Regions from separate parts of the Pan troglodytes genome. Here all the other regions are linked to region 3. The links are chromatin contacts, called in public Hi-C maps. All regions are on one chromosome and are shown on one strand. The core of a region is the stretch at or near the end of the contact, and the rest is flanking DNA. Distances in the headings are between cores, read along the strand shown. Region 1 overlaps PRDM16 (PR/SET domain 16). Region 2 overlaps PRDM16 (PR/SET domain 16). Region 3 holds the start of PRDM16 (PR/SET domain 16).

What was found. A called contact is a pair of places that touch in the nucleus more often than the background predicts.
Region 1: a Hi-C map of stem cell-derived neural progenitor cells shows a contact between it and region 3, with 2.6 times the contacts expected there. The contact joins the enhancer-like site here to the promoter of PRDM16 in region 3. A contact is called at or near these places in 1 of 7 Hi-C or Micro-C datasets (stem cell-derived neural progenitor cells) and 1 of 1 datasets of contacts at active chromatin or transcription factors (stem cell-derived excitatory neurons).
Region 2: a Hi-C map of induced pluripotent stem cells shows a contact between it and region 3, with 2.1 times the contacts expected there. The contact joins the enhancer-like site here to the promoter of PRDM16 in region 3. A contact is called at or near these places in 2 of 7 Hi-C or Micro-C datasets (induced pluripotent stem cells and stem cell-derived neural progenitor cells).

Annotation. Positions count from the first base shown.
Region 1 is chr1:228,868,116-228,871,003 of NHGRI_mPanTro3-v2.0_pri, reverse strand. The region is part of intron 2 of PRDM16 (PR/SET domain 16); the gene reads left to right. Among named protein-coding and RNA genes, the nearest start is that of PRDM16, 150 kb to the left of the region's middle. Within about 2 kb of position 1,388, at least 11 of the 24 cell types and tissues checked have an H3K27ac peak or open chromatin away from gene starts, as enhancers often do. A contact at or near this core is called in stem cell-derived neural progenitor cells, where this site is marked.
Region 2 is chr1:228,803,710-228,806,409 of NHGRI_mPanTro3-v2.0_pri, reverse strand. The region is part of intron 3 of PRDM16 (PR/SET domain 16); the gene reads left to right. Among named protein-coding and RNA genes, the nearest start is that of ARHGEF16, 170 kb to the right of the region's middle. Within about 2 kb of position 1,264, at least 7 of the 24 cell types and tissues checked have an H3K27ac peak or open chromatin away from gene starts, as enhancers often do. A contact at or near this core is called in induced pluripotent stem cells, where this site is marked.
Region 3 is chr1:229,022,332-229,025,031 of NHGRI_mPanTro3-v2.0_pri, reverse strand. It overlaps PRDM16 (PR/SET domain 16), which reads left to right and starts at 1,298. Exons shown (of 17, transcript XM_016952782.4): 1 at 1,298-1,381. The coding sequence starts at 1,345. LOC748078 (a long non-coding RNA gene) reads right to left here and starts at 2,597. Exons shown (of 6, transcript XR_001717380.4): 1 at 2,299-2,597; 2 at 309-1,058; 3 at 1-135.

The DNA.
Region 1 (2,888 bases), core at 139-2,638, 150 kb after region 3:
CCCCATCCCATCCCTCGCCACAAAACACTATTGTCGTGGCCAAGTGAAGAAGAGTCGCCTGCACTTACAAAGGGCCTCTGCAGCCTGGCGTGGCGGCCAGAGGAGGTGCCTGGCTCTCGGCAGGGAGCCGCAGGGCTCTTTCTTCCTCTCTGGTTCGTACTTCTCCTCTCTCGTGGGGGTCCCCCAAAGCCTTTCATTCCGGCTTCATATTCACATAAAGACATCAAGAAAAAACCCAGCAGAAAGAATTATTAGGCATGGCTGTCAAATGCTTTATCAGAAAAGGGGGGAGGGCAGTAACCCGTTAGGTGCTGGCCAGCAGCCCCAGCTTCCCCAGGTATCCCCAGGGGGCAGCCGGGGCCACCTCGGTGTGCGGGAACAGGCCATGACACACTTGGGCACACCCACCCACCCCAAGGCACACGTACGCACACGTGCACACAGATGTGCCCGCCCGCACAGGTGGGCATCGGTGGGGCCCGTCTCTTCACCAAGTTTTGAATGGCTACACCTGATCTCAAGGCCCTTCCTTAGAAAGGGATATTCTCTGCCCTCCTTCTGGCTCTTTCTTTCTTTGTTCCAATTAGCAGAAGATGCTTCCTCCCCTTATCCACACTGGCAGGTGCCTCTGCCACCTTCTACCCACGAGCTGGGGTCTTTTCTACTCTTGGCAGCGAGGGGTGGCTGAAATCAGATGTGCCCTGGAGGCCAGGCCTCAGGACGCTCCTCCCCCAGGTGCACGCTCAGGGGACAAGGTGGACAACCCGAACCACGCTTGCTCAGAAATCCCGTAACCCAGCTGGCATTTTTGGAGACGTGTTCTCCCTCTTCCCTGCAAAGAGCTTTCTCACAGCTCACCCTAGACAGTTTTGCCACCTGCCAATCCCAATGGCTTTCTGAAAGTTCACAGCCTGGGGCCCAGCTCTCCCAAAGGAGGGGTCCTCGCGTCCAGTGCCGGGCTGAGCGGAGAGCTGCAGGGGAGAGGCGTGTTCTGCACACTGCCGCGAGGAGGGCCTTTAGGATTTGTGGTGAGGGGCACCCCAGGGTGGGCAGTACCTCAGGATGCATTTTCAACACAGCCTCACGGTGCACAGAAACCGAAAACCGCATGCCGACAAACGGCTCCCTCGGCAAACATTTTTATTTCCAATTAGCAAAAGAAAAATTGCTAATTTGCTGCAGTTGGACCAGGCTGACGTCTCAATCTGCGGAGTGTCAGCGCAGTGAAAGAAAATGTTTCACACTGTGTCGGCGAGAGCAAGCAGCTCTAAAGAGGGTCAGGGCAGCGGGCCCAGAAACCAGATTGACTGGCCACAGCGCTAAATTACTCACACAAGACACACATTGTCTGCCGTGCCAGCTCCCGGAGGACCTGCCTTCTCATTCTTTCCCCTTGGAGCTGGGGCGGGGGAAGGGGTCCAGCGTGGGAGGAGAGCGCAGGGGGCTGGCAGGGCCTCGGTAGGGCAGTATCATCTTTGGGAACAGAGAGAGTCAGAAGCCGGGTTAATAATTACCCAGGTCTGTCTGCAGTGTTCGGGAACAGGACGATAAAATTCTCCCAGATCCCAGCCACAGCTCTGCACTCGGGAGATTCTGTGCAGATAATGTCCCGCAGGAGTGAGGGCTGAACATGGCAGGAGCGAGGGCTGAACATGGCAGGAGCGGCCATCTCTCTCACCCTGCATTTCAAGGCTCTGTAACCGCCCGCCTGCCCTGCTTCACCGACTTCGGGAGAAACCCCCATACCTCCCGGGCGCTGTCTCCCCACCTCTGGCAAGCCGGAGGAGGGTATCTCAGCAAAGCCAGCTCCCCCGCAGGTATGAGGTCCCCCGGATCCACGGAGCTAGCACAGGCCATGGACCTAGAGCGGCGGAGTCTCCCTGGGGAGATGGTGAGGCTGCGGTGCTGGCCACAGATGTTTGGCGCTGAAGTAATAATGAGCCTCTCCTGAAAACCATTGACCACGTAACCTCAGACAGTAAAAGCCCCCGAGTGGGCTCTCAGAGGATCTAAATGGGTTTGCCTGCATCTCCAGACATAGCCCTCATTTTGAAGAGACATTCATTCCGTGCCCACACGCGCTGGGAGGAATGCATCTTGTCCTCGCCGTGCCCACGCTGTCACTCCGTCTGCGGCACCTTCCTCCACACATCTCTGTGGCCCCACAGCACGCCCAGCCTCCCAGCCGATGCACACAAAACCTGTCCCCAACACCGTGGGGCCACGTCACGGGCATCATAGCAGCCGGCCAGGGCAGCCCCAGGACCTGTGGTCTGTCCTGGCTCAGACTCACACCCAGGGCCAATCCAGGAGCTACCTGCAGCCCTCCCCGCGTCTGCCACCTTCCACAGCTCTGTGGGCCTGGGACCTGGTCACGCAGGACCAGCACAGGTTGGGGCAACATTGGGTCGGCAGGGCTGAGAAAGCCAAGACCTGCTTGCAGGTGCAGGGGCCACAGGAGCAGCCGGCCCACCTGGCCTCGAGTCTTGCCGTACCCCCAGGCTGCTGTGGTTCTCCTTGGCCTGAAATGCAACGGAAGGCTGACTTTGGGGATGGTCTAGAGGGGCCCTTCCTTGAAAGGACACCACTTGGTCTCTCTCCCCATTCTCTGGCAGTTCCTGGGTGTCACTGGGAGAAGCTCCCTGGATGACAGGTGTGCAGGGGCCTGGCAAACAGGAACCCAAACAGGGAGGCAGCCCAGGGTGCAGGGCTCGTGCATCTGCTCGCCTCCTCGAAGGGTGCTGCTACAGTCTGCACGGGGAAGCTCCTCGCCTTGGTCTCTTTGAGATAAGCTGCCCAGGGAGGAAAGGGCCAACCTAGCCCAGCCTTGGGAGAAAGTGCACCACAGTGGCAGAGCCAGCCTCTTCCAGTCCTTTGACACATGGTGA
Region 2 (2,700 bases), core at 15-2,514, 220 kb after region 3:
TGGCCGGGCTCGTGGGTGGGAACTGGCCAGCCAGCCCCTCGTCACCTTCCCTCCTGCTTGGGCTCCACAGCCTATCCCAGGCACAGCTGCCCATTAGAGGCAGGGCTGTCCCTGCAATGGAGGTGCCAGGGAATGTCTGTCCAGGCCTTGGCCAGGGCCCGGGGTGGCTGCAAATGGCCTTAGGCCAATGAAGGACACAGCTGCCCCCCAACCTTGTTCATTCTCCAATGCCCCTCCCTCTGTCCCTCTCTCCCTCCCTCCCTCCTGCAGCAGACCCTGGAGGTGGGCTCCATGGCACAGGACAGCCCCAGGCAGACCCAACTCACCCACTCCCCAGAGTGGAGAGAACAGCCTCTGCCCCACGCTGCGCGGTGCCCCTAGGTCCACAGCAGAGACAGACACACAGAAGAGAGGGGACGGACAGCGAAGGGTTACGGGGACCAGACCTCAAGGTCAGAGGAAGAGAGAGGGGGCGGACAGCGAAGGGTTACGGGGACCAGACCTCAAGGTCAGAGGAAGAGACAGGGGGTGGTCAGCGAAGGGTTATGGGGACCAGACCTCAAGGTCAGAGGAAGAGAGAGGGGGCGGTCAGCGAAGGGTTACGGGGACCAGACCTCAAGGTCAGAGGAAGAGAGACGGGGCGGTCAGCGAAGGGTTACGGGGACCAGACCTCAAGGTCAGAGGAAGAGAGAGGGGGCAGTCAGCAAAGGGTTACGGGGACCAGACCTCAAGGTCAGAGGAAGAGAGAGGGGGTGGTCAGCAAAGGGTTACGGGGACCAGACCTCAAGGTCAGAGGAAGAGAGAGGGGGTGGTCAGCGAAGGGTTATGGGGACCAGACCTCAAGGTCAGAGGAAGAGAGACGGGGCGGTCAGCGAAGGGTTATGGGGACCAGACCTCAAGGTCAAAGGAAGAGTACATTTCCCGCCTGCTTCCCCCAGCATCTTCCAGCAAAGCCGGCTGGTGGTGTTGCGGCCACATAGCCTCCCCGACCCACATCCAAGCCTGCAAAGTTAAGAGGTTAGGATCTGCAGGAGCCCAGGTGCCTCTGCGGGAGGAATGTGGCTCAGATTCGGGGGCCGGTGCGCGGCGTGTCCAGGAGACGCAGGCACATCGCAGGGTTGGAAGTGCGCTGGGGGCCTGGCCTGTGGTCCTGGCTGGGATGCCGCCATCCTAGGGTAGCAGGCCTGGGGGGGCCTGGAGCTGGGGGCTATCCTTCCATGGCCTGGGCCTGGGGCAGGGGCTGCCGCCCGCCACCCGCCGCCCGTAGCCCGCCCGGGAAGCTGGGGTGGAGGCGCCCTCTATCGCCTGCCTGGGGGACATCTCGCCAAAGCACACCGGTTTGCCTTTGCAAACCGACATTAAGCGCCCCAGGTTCCTCAGACATTATCTGCCTTTTGGGAACCTTTAAAATAAAGAGTCAAACGTTTTCGGCCCCTGTCTGGCTTTTTATGTAAACTGAGTGGTTCCTGGAGCGTGTTTTTTAAAGTGTTAAGATGGCAGTATTTATCTGGAGGGGGAGGGAGGAAGAGCCAGGTGGGCGTTCTCCTATTAGGCCAGAATTTTCAGAGAAAACCAGTGCAAGGCGTGGCCAAAATGATGAGTTTGTTTCCCGGTGGCCTAGGAGTCTGTCGAGAGCAAAGCAACTGCAAGGTGGGCTTCTCCTGGCACTGTCGCCGTGAAGCCTTCGGGAGCCGGGACCTGCCAGCAGCCCGAGTTCAGCCCTGCAGGGAAAGGGGCGGCCAGGGGGTGCCCCACACCCTGAGAACGTGGGAGTGTGGTCTTGATACAGATCATCTTCAGATAGACTCTGTGGCCTTATGACAGGGAATCTGAGGGTTCATTCTCAGCCAGAGAGGAGGATAAGGGGTGTTGCTTCCAGAAACGGCCTTGCGTCTTGGGGGCTTCATGGAGCACCTGTGAGCCTGGGGTGGCCAAGCCTGGGAAACCCAGCGTGGTCCCGCCCAGGCCAGGGCAGAGCAGAGAAGGGTCAGAGCTGGAGGCCGGGCTGAGGAGTCTGCAGCCGCCAGGGCAGCTTCCGAGCTTGGTGCACCTACTCACCACGCTGGCCCTTCCTGGGCTGTAAGCCCTGAGTGACCTGCTCCCCTCTGGGCCCGGGCTTTCGGAGGCGAATGTTGGTAGGTTTCTCTGGCCGGTATAGCCCTTGAGCATGGAACGCTTCACCTGGTGCCCTGGACGGGGTGCCAGGGAGGCAGGCTGGCACTCTCTGGCCCCCCCCCAAGTTCTGGGCCAGCCCCCAGCATTTCCTGCTGAGAGTCCCAAGGTCCTTGGTGAGGTTTTCAGAGCCCACTGGCCAAACCTAGGGTGAGGTGGGCTGTGTGGACTGCAGCCAGGAGCAAAGTCTGGCCTGGGGCACCCCAGCCCTCTGGCCCCAGCCCCGTGGAGGGCCCTGCCTCTCCCCTCCAGCTGGCCACCTGGGCGTTCTGATTACCTCTCCAGGTGTGGCTGGGAAAGCAGCTCTGCCCTCTGCCCTCACCCCATTGTTCCCCAGGCTCTGCTTTTCAGGTCGTTTTACGTTTTCACCTGATCCCTGTGATGCTGCAAAGCATTCCCAGGCCACTGAGCAGCCCTGCCGCAGCCGCTGTGTCGCCCCCACTCACAAATCTCGGGACGGACATGTCCTCTGCCTTCCTGGGAGCAGGCGGGACTCTGGTCCCTGTGCTGTGACACATTCGTTCGGGC
Region 3 (2,700 bases), core at 49-2,548:
TTTTCTTCCAATTCATTCTCGATTCCCAGATACTCAGATGAGAAATCCGCACTCAGGCCGTCAGGCTCCTGGGCCCGGGCCACCCTGCCTGCGCTCAGCCCGGCCCCTCCACCGCAGCGCCTCGGAGTTTGGGGACTACAGGGGAAGAGGAAGCGTCTGGTCGGCTCCCGTCCGAGCTGCTCCACCTGCGCCGCCGGCCTTTCCGCCCGCTACGCACCTGGGCCCCGAGAGGCCAGAGGGGAGTGTCCCCAGAGGCTCGGGTCCCCGAAGGTGGCCCAGCTCGGGCGCTCGCGCAGCCGGGTACTCACCTTGGGGGCGCGGCGGCAGGAGAGCGCGGGCGGAGAGGTGCGGGCGCCCTGGGACGACCAGCCGAGGACGCCTGGTGTTTGGACGGCTGCCCCCGCGCTGTCCCCCCGTGCGAGGCGTGTTGGCCTCCGTGGCCTCGCGAGGGACCGAGGGCGGCGGGTCCGAGTGCCGCCCGCCGGCCTGGGCAGTGGCGGAGCGCGGAGCTGGCGGCGCCTCCGCTGTTGTTTTTGAGCCGCGAAGCCCGAAGCAGCAGCCGTTGGGTGGGGGCGAAGGGGAGGAGGCGGGGGCCGGGAGGCCCGAGGGGGGCGGTGGGGCCCGGAGGGGGCTTCGGAGGAGCCGGGTTCTGGCGCGCGAGCCCCGACGCCCCCTCCAGCGATCGCAGGGCGGGGACGGGGGCCGAGGGGAGAATGCAGGAGAAAAGCGGGCCGGGGCGACGGGGAACGCAAAGCTTTTAAATTAGTAATCAAACGCAGTAAAACGGAGCAAAACCAGCCCGGACTCGCGTCCGAACTATCGGCGCGTGTGCCCCGAGATCCAAGGAAGTCGTGTGGAAAACCGCAGCCGCCGCCCCATCTTCGGCCCCGGCTGGGGCGGGAGCAGCAGCGCGACGCGCCGCGACGCAGGGGCAGGGTGGGGGGATAGTCACCTCGCCTCCGGGGCCACCTGGGTCCTTTTAAAGTGTCCGGGGTGCGGGCCCCGGGCGGGAGCGCCGAACACGGAATGTTTTCTTAAAGGGCCAGTTCCGAGCTGCGCTGAAAAGGGGGGGGGAGAGGGGGGAGAGATAAGTGAGACGAAGACCGAGAAGGCCGAGGAGAGCCCCCCAATCCCGCGCCGAGGCGGCGGCGGCGGCGGCGGCGGCGCGACGATGAGGATGATGAATACATTGCAAAGTTTTTTTGGCCCCGGCGAGGGGTGTCAGATTGAGTGCTCTGTGCGCATGTGCGAAGGTGTCCAAACTGACAATGCTGGGGAGATGAAGATAGTGTGTGGCTGCTTCTGGACTCAAGGAGGAGGAGAGAGATTCCGCGAGCCGACACCATGCGATCCAAGGCGAGGGCGAGGAAGCTAGCCAAAAGTAAGTCTCCCGCGCTCGGCCGCGCCGCGCCGCCGGGGCCGGGGCCGCCGGGCCGGGGCGCCCGGGCCAGGGGTGCGCGTCGGGGCGCGGCCGGCGCGCCTGCGGCTCCGGGCCCCCGGCTCGGCCGCGCGGCCCGGGGGGCTGCTCCGCCTCCCGCGCTCCGGGGCGACCGGGCTCGGCGCGGAGGCTCGGGGCGCCCGGGCCGCGCGCTCCCCGAAGGCGCCGGCCCCCTCCCCGCGGAACCCCCTCCCCCCCCACCAGTGTCAGGCGCTCGGGCCCGGGAACCCGAGGCGCGCGGTGGGGGCCGGGGAGGGGGGCGGAGGGGGAGGGCCGGGGGTGGAGGGGAGCGAAAAGTGAAAGTTAGCGAAAAGTTGACGAAAGGGGAGAGCAACTTTTTCCTCCCCGCTCGCTCTCTCCCTCTCTCTCTCCGAGTGGCTCTCAGTCCTGGTCAAATCATATTCCGGGCTTTTGAAATAGTGGGCGCTAGAGCACCGCCTTTGGCGTCCGCCAGCCGGGCGCAGAGGAGGGAGACCCCGAGCCGGGGAGGGGCGGAGGAGGGGGCGCGGGCCGGCGCCCACCCGGCTCCGCGGGCGCAGGGGCAGGGGTGGCGACGGCGGGACAGCCGCAGCCACTTGGGGAGCAAAATGGAGACTTTTGCCCGGGCTAGGAACTGTGGTCGTGAAGTTTATCCCCGGCTGTGCCCCGCGTGGTGGAGGGCGCTCCTCTGGGACGCCGGCAGCCTGCGCGGGCCGCCGGGGCGACCGTGCCTCCGACAGGAGGGACCCACCCGGCCACCTCCCGACCCGCCGCTGCCGCCCTCGGGCCCGCGTGGACCCCTCTGTACCCGCTTGCCTGGCACAGCCGGGCCCGGCGGGGACAGAGCTGCCCCGGCCAGACTGCCCGGTCCCCGGTCTTACTTTCTCTTTCGCTCCGTCTCGGCCGAGCCCCGGGCTCCGCGCGCCCCGCCTGCCGCCAGCCGGTCCTTGCCGCGGGCCGGGTGCTCCAGCCACCCGCGCCCTCGCCCGCCACAGCGCCTCCGAGCAGCCCGCGCGCACCCCGCAGCCCCTGTCGCCGGCGCCATCCGCGGTGAGGCGGGCGGGCAGGTGAGGACAGGCGGCGCCGCGGCCCGGCCAGCGCGGCTCCCGCAGCCCCGCCGAAGCCCCGGGTGCAGCGAAGCGGCCAGCGCCGCGCGGAGCGGAATCGGCGCCGCCTGCTCCCGCCGCCCCCTCCTCTGCAGGCCGCCCGCCCGCCCACCCGCAGAAGAGGCGCCCGGGCCGCTCCCCTCGAGGTCCCCGCCCGACCCACGCCGTTCCGTCCGC